Regions from separate parts of the Drosophila melanogaster genome. Here region 1 is linked to region 2. A link is a contact called in public Hi-C data. All regions are on one chromosome and are shown on one strand. The core of a region is the stretch at or near the end of the contact, and the rest is flanking DNA. Distances in the headings are between cores, read along the strand shown. Region 1 holds the start of mthl2 (methuselah-like 2). Region 2 holds the start of bc10.

The links. A called contact is a pair of places that touch in the nucleus more often than the background predicts.
Region 1: a Hi-C map of the Kc167 cell line shows a contact between it and region 2, with 2.2 times the contacts expected there. The contact joins the promoter of mthl2 here to the promoter of bc10 in region 2. A contact is called at or near these places in 27 of 107 Hi-C or Micro-C datasets (the Clone 8 cell line, the D17-c3 cell line, the Kc167 cell line and 9 more) and 3 of 6 datasets of contacts at active chromatin or transcription factors (the Kc167 cell line and the S2 cell line).

What each region holds. Positions count from the first base shown.
Region 1 is chr3L:5,603,204-5,606,551 of dm6, reverse strand. mthl2 (methuselah-like 2) reads right to left here and starts at 1,762. Exons shown (of 7, transcript NM_176284.3): 1 at 1,146-1,762; 2 at 929-1,082; 3 at 690-866; 4 at 378-629; 5 at 142-313; 6 at 1-80. The coding sequence starts at 1,658. TM9SF3 (Transmembrane 9 superfamily protein member 3) reads left to right here and starts at 2,573. Exons shown (of 4, transcript NM_139722.4): 1 at 2,573-2,864; 2 at 2,923-3,348. The coding sequence starts at 2,754.
Region 2 is chr3L:5,563,028-5,566,560 of dm6, reverse strand. It overlaps bc10, which reads right to left and starts at 1,330. Exons shown (of 2, transcript NM_139715.6): 1 at 1,190-1,330; 2 at 1-1,034. The coding sequence starts at 936. The coding sequence ends at 697. It overlaps Sras (severas), which reads right to left and starts at 2,787. Exons shown (of 2, transcript NM_079934.3): 1 at 2,295-2,787; 2 at 1,458-2,235. The coding sequence starts at 2,700. The coding sequence ends at 1,733. ScsbetaG (Succinyl-coenzyme A synthetase beta subunit, GDP-forming) reads left to right here and starts at 2,870. Exons shown (of 4, transcript NM_143706.5): 1 at 2,870-3,068; 2 at 3,166-3,295; 3 at 3,377-3,476. The coding sequence starts at 3,018.

The DNA.
Region 1 (3,348 bases), core at 513-3,012, 40 kb before region 2:
CGCGTTGCACCAAGTAGGAGAATATCTCAAAGCTCCACGACATCCCCATCACAGTGAAGAGCAGCAGAAATTGTGTGTAACTGTAACGAATTGATAATATTTATCTTAAACTGACATTTTCAACTATTATAATTGATATACTTCTGTTTGTCCGAATTCAGCTTCTGTATTCTACCTTCATTGCGAGCAATCTTTCGAAGAGTCCTCTTGGAATCTATTATGTGTTTAGCCGTCAGAACAAACATAGTTATGTTGAAGAGAATCAGGAGCACCATCGGTCCATAGAAGTACACCATTGCAGACCAGCTTTTAGCTGAGGGTGGAAAGAAAAACATTGGTGAGCTGGTACCACAAGCCGGATACAAAACAGAACCCACTATAGATCCAGCAATGCCCTTCGTCGCCCACGCGAGGCTGCCACTCCTCGTTGTTCACAACGTTATCAGCCAGATAGGTGACTCCGGTCAAGGCCAAAGGCATTGCCCAGGCGAAGCAGCTGTATAGCAGAAACGCACGTTCTGACCGAATGTTCATCGAGGCACAGGGATTGGTAAGACATTTCCAATAGTGCCGACTGATGATAGATAGCCAAAAGAACGCAGCCATGACGAAAAAGTATCCCAAGAAACCTGTCGTAAATGGTCAATGGTTTGTCAAGTTGTGTTGAAATGCATCCCCTCTAAGCTAACCTGCTGCTTTACAGAAATCGAGCGATAACTCCCACAGATCAAGGAGTAGGAACAGGTATCCGAAAAATAGGCACATCATGTAACAGATGAAACACTTGCCCTCCAAATTCATTAGCTTCTTAACGCACAGGTACACGGCGATGGTAAGAACCAAGCATATCAACGATGTGATCATCACTATGGAAATAGGAAAGATATAGAACTGGGAGCTACCATGCAAGCAATGGGCATCATCTTACCAACGGTCTGTCCCGTTCTGGATGGCAGTATCAAGCAGTTGTGGGGTATAATGCGAATGGAGTTGTTGTTACCTTCGCCGAATGTTCGGTGCTGCAGACAGTACTCCGACTTGTCCAAATACACTTGATCGTAGTGGCGCAGCAATCTTCCATTCTGCAGAGAGCCAAAGCATAAATAAATCCTGCCCAAAAATGCTTATTTTTCGAGCAGCCATACCTCGAACAAGGTGTACTCATCCATTATATCCCGGTTGTCTAGGTAAAACATATCATCGCAGGGCTTTGGCAGATCCCACTGCACCATGAGCTCCTTCTTATAGTGCCTTTGCACCACTGATCCGTCGTCCAGGGTCACATTTAGCATGGGGTCCAGTAATTCGTTCTCCTCCGTCGTCATGTTGGCGTAGCATTCGCCCATATCCATTATGTGGTCATGTGGGCAGCAAAACCTGACGCAAGTCCTTAGCTTGCACACACATCCTCTCACGTGACTTGGCACCTGCTCCTTATCTCCATTCGCCAGAAGCTTGAATTCATACTTGGCCGTCAAATGGGCGGGAATAAGTAATCCCTCGTAGAGGTATGATCCATTCGAGAGCCTCTGGCCTTCCGAGATATCAACGGTATCATAGAAACTGCAGTCGGCAATCTCAGCACTCGAAGATTGCAGATTCAGCAAGAAATATATTAGGATCGATGCAGAAAGTAACATTTTTGAACTAGCAATCATATAGTTAGCTGGACATTCTTTAAATATTACTTAAATAAATAAGAATGTAGTGGTACTACAAAATAGCAGCGACTTCACTTTGCGGATGCTGTTTTACGATTGGCACAAACTAACTGGGAAAGCGTTATGAAAAGGGAATGTAAAAATTATTATTTTGATAAAAAAGGCTTATCGGACATTCCAATTCGTTGCTCATTTCTGAGCCATCTTTTTTTCCTACTGAGCGAGGGTTGATAAATTATGTATAAAACTTAAATTATGTATGTATTATTCAAGCAACTGCTTAGGTAAACTATTCTTTTTCTTTTATTCTTTTTTTTTTACATATTAACAATAGTATTACATAAGCTTATTTATATAAATAAATCATTTAAAAAACACAATTTTTAACTTTTCAAAAGTAATGCAGCTTATCAGTTTTCTGTAGCATAAAATAAAATATAAATGGAATTTTAAGTATTTGGTACTGACTGTAGGTTCCTTAAAAACTATTTGTGAGATACATTCGAATAGCCCGCCAAGGTGATTCCGCTATGCGATAGTTGGTATTTTTGTAACGTTTTTCCCATCGATACGTTCCCAGTCACGTTTTCGTTGGCATTAGAAGTGGAGAAACATCGATGTTGGCGAACATCCATGTTTTCGATGTCTTTGGCAAAAAACAAATAAATTGATCTTTAAAAAAAAAACTTACATTTCAGATATTTATCCATGTCTTCCAAGACACCAGCCTACACCACCGGCGAGTCACAATAAATATGCAATATGCTATTAATAATTGTATTAGAAAATATGGAAATTAATTTAGACTTACAATTTACACACTTTGCTGTTTCTATGCGCTGAAAACATCGACGATTCCTCGAAAAACATCGACGTTTTTGATTTTTCGAAAACATCGATGACATCGATGTTGGCATCGATGTTTCTCCACCTCTAAGATACAACCCTAAAATATTTCTGCTGTCGGCAAATCTGAGTGTTTGCCACAAAACTGTTTGAAAACGCAATCCCAGCGAGGGCAACCGAATCAGGCCGGCAGAGCGAGGTCACCAGGAAGACGCGCAAACGAGGTCACCACCTGCACAAGACACAATGGGCAGCAGCGCCACGCAAACCACGGTGCCGTTCCGTGCAATTTGTTTATGTCTGCTGATCGCCAGCTGCTACGTGTCGCTCTCCCAGGCAGATGAGCACAATCACAAGGTGAGTCCGGATGCCACATCCCTCGAGCACCGAATACATGATCCACTTTGCCACGCAGTACAATGACCGGGAGGAGGTGGTACTGTGGATGAACACGGTGGGCCCGTACCACAATCGGCAGGAGACGTACGCGTACTTCTCTCTCCCCTTTTGCAGTGGCCAGAAGTCCTCGATATCGCACTACCACGAGACGCTGAGCGAGGCGCTGCAAGGAGTCGAGCTAGAGTTCAGTGGCTACGAGATGGAGTTCAAGAGCGACGCCCCCAAATCGGTCATCTGCATGGTCACCTTGCAGGAGGAGAGCGCCAAGGCATTCACCTATGCCGTGAAGAACGAGTACTGGTACCAGATGTACATCGATGGACTGCCCATTTGGGGAAAAGTCGGTGAGCGCGACGAGCGCGATGGCAAGTACTATATCTTCACGCACAAGAAGTTCGACATCGGCTACAATGGCCAGCAAATCGTGGATATCACCCTGACC
Region 2 (3,533 bases), core at 81-2,580:
CGGTGTAAGTTATATGCTTGTTTGTATATACAGTTTTTGCACGTGCACACGACAGGGTAATTACAACCGATGTCAGCAGCTTTCGTTGGCTCAGCAACTTAGCAACTCAGCAAGGATGCGCAGTGAATGTGTGGTTTGCCTTAGTTTTCTTTACAATTACGTTTTGTATAATGTATTTATCTATATATAACATATATGACTAATCGTAAGTTGCATTGACAAGTGGGTTGGATAGGGGTTTTTTCTTTTGATTTGAAGGGTAGGGCTTTTGGGTGGGGTGATGTACAATACGTTTTCGTAGCGCTTTCTTCGTATAAACTAAATTCGTCTAAGCTTTAAAAACAAAACATACAATACAATTACAATTCATAATCAAGAGAATTATGAAGGTAACATATAGAGGGCTGGAAATAATGCAATGGGTATTACTAGACACACAATCTTTGTTCCTGGTCGGACTCACTCATCACTTGTATCACTGATCACTTGATTTTACCGACTTAGTCAAGCTATCCCTAATCCCTTATATCCGCCTGCTCCTCTGACTTTCTCCGATCTTCGAGGATGTAAAGCTGTAACAACGCGAACGTAATTCCGTAAAAAGGTAGTTATTATTAGCACTTTATCTTCGTTGACTATGACTACGGGGGCTTTCTTTGTGTGGGAGTGAAAGATAAGCGGCGCACTGCTGACCCTCTAGCCATTCTCACATTGATGGCCCTCGCAGTTGCCCCAAAATATGCAGTTCCCGACGCCACTGTAGCATATCAGGGATACGGCTGTGAGGAATACGAGGCTGCAGATGGTGCAGGGCTTTCGCTCCAGGAAGAATCCGACCAGGTAGAGGACTATGAACATCACGTGCGTTTCCATCAGGGCCGGATTCGAGGGTTTCGGTATCAGTAGTACGGGCAGCAGGCATTGTAGGCAATACATTCTGTGTGCGGTTGGGTGGGTGGTTGTGTTGTTGTTGCTATTTCTGCTTAAGATTTGGGTTCTATTTGCGTGTGCGTTGACGTGGTCTTCCGCGCGGCCTGCAAGTGTCCCAGGATGACCCCGGGGGGTTGAGGTTAGTCTTAATTGTTCTATAATTACTATCATTCGTAGTCCTGGGCAAAGACCACAAACGTCACCAGAACGCGGATCTGTTTTCCCAGTTCTAGCACGGGTCGCCGCTCTGCGGGATTACCTCCGATTGGGCCTCCTGGCGCTGACCTCTCGATTTTCGGGTCGTTTAGATGCTCGCTTGTTGTGCGTCGTTTTAAATCATCACATATTTACCAAAATTTACTTGTCTGGGCCTATCGGGCCCTATCGATAAGCCTATGTGGGTCTGAGTGGCAGTGTGACCAGCTGCCCAATACCGATATGTTGGAACTAGTGATTGCGCGGAACCAATAATACCGCCTAAATTTGAATTCATATTTCTTTCTTAATAATAATAATAAATAATATTTATAAATGTTAAGAAATTGTTTAATAAACAAATGCAAACAAAAGTAGTTGTAATAAAAGTACTCTCGAACAACAAAACAGTACAACTGACTTACTATTAGGTATACATTTATCTGTACTTTCTTTTTTCTTTTTCATCGGAAGTCTTTTTTTTGTGCGCGGAATTGGCTCGAATGGGATATGCAATTTACATATAAACATAATATATGCACGAATATTTATGTACACATGAATGAACCGACGTATGGCAGCGGTTGATACATACAAATTAACTTAATTATGCATTCCAGTAAAGGGTGTTATCATAGATCGACGGATCGGTAGCCAGTGGTACCAGGAACATCCATCCAACAAATCCAGCTAAGTAGAGAATAATGGCCACTACTCGTCGCCAGAGATCCTGCTGCCACAGATCCTGCAGATCCGGCAGACCCATATGATTGCAAAACGCGTGCACCAAGATGGGAGCCATCACATGACCTGTACGGGCAAATAGAAAGGCCGAATAGAAGCCAAATAGCGTGGTGTAGATGAACTGGAACAGTCCAATCAATAGGGCAGTGCTCAACTCCACGCCTAAGCTCAGGCGTTCGGCTATGTGATGCAAGTGGGCTACTCCGAAGAAAAGCGGCGTTATGAAAACGGCGACCAGGGGCGAAAAGCTCTGCAGGATCAGGGGCATCATGCAGGCTCGGAACACGAACTCCTCGCTCAGCGGTGCTATCACATGGTTGCGCACCCAGATGATGCTGCCAAATGATCCCCTCCAGTAGTCCAGATCTGCAATTCAAATCAAGCAGTGAGAAGGGGCTGATAGGCAGAGGGGCTTTAACTATTACCGAAGTAGGAGCGCACGGACTCGTTCTGCATGTTGACAAAGATGGGTCCCAGGAAGAGCAGCACCGTCAGGCTGTATGGTATAACAACAGCCTGCCACAATCCCTCCAAGCGCAAACCGAGCAGCTTGGGAAATGGTACCCGGCTGAGCAGCTCCGGCGATGAGAAGAAGTAAACGAAGAACGGGGCTGCCAGCATCACCATGGACACACTGGCGAATCTTCTCTTGACCGTGGTTGGATGATCCCGGTTGTGTTTGGTGCTCCAGATGTAGAGGCTACCCACGTACAGAACAGCCAGAACGAAGCAACAGCTCACCGAAGTGGCCACCGGGATCTGGGGCAATGATTCGTGGACTACATTTTCTTGCATGGTGACTTCGGCTTCCGTCTCACTCAGGTTTTTCATTCAATTTGTGTTATTCGTCATTCTTCGCTGACTATTAGCCGAAGAAAAAAAGTACACAACGACAGCTGATTTTCAGCTGACTGCAACAGTAAGACCATTGCTTCGCGAGAACTAGTTCAAGATGGCAGTGGCATTTGGTATATTTTTATCACCATGGAAAGTAGTCGTGCTTCTTGGTCACATTGTGCAGTGATAAGCATCGTGGAACGGCGGCGATTTTCGGTTGTGTTTTTAAACTAAATTTACCGACAAAGTTACGAAAATAAATTAATACCAAGTTAGCCAAGGTATTCAGTTACCACCGCAGATCAGCCAAGATGTCGTTCCTACTGAAAGCAGTTACCACAGCCCGTCACATCGTTCATAAGGTTTCCTCGCACTCACATTCCTCTATAATATATCAACTCTTCGAAAAGAGAAGTTGAAGTGACCTTTGTCTTGGCTTTGTTTATCTTTCGATGATAGGTTCCCGTGCGCAACCTGAATCTGCTGGAGTTCCAGAGCAAGGATCTCCTCCAGAAGTATGGAGTGGCCATACAGCAATTCAAGGTCTTGAATAACTCCAAGGCAGATGCCGAGGTCGTCAAGACTTTTGGTAAGTGGAGGACGGAACCATGCCGGTGTTTATGTAATCCCTGGGCTAATTGGTGTTAAATGCTGTGCTTCTGTGTTTCAGAGTGCCCGGAATACGTGGTGAAGGCGCAGATTCTCGCCGGTGGGCGTGGCAAGGGAACTTTCGACAACGGATTCAAAGGCGGCGTCCATATCACCACCAAGTATTATAGATTAGGTCTATTCCGGCTATTCACATTCACATTTTATCTAAAAAATTA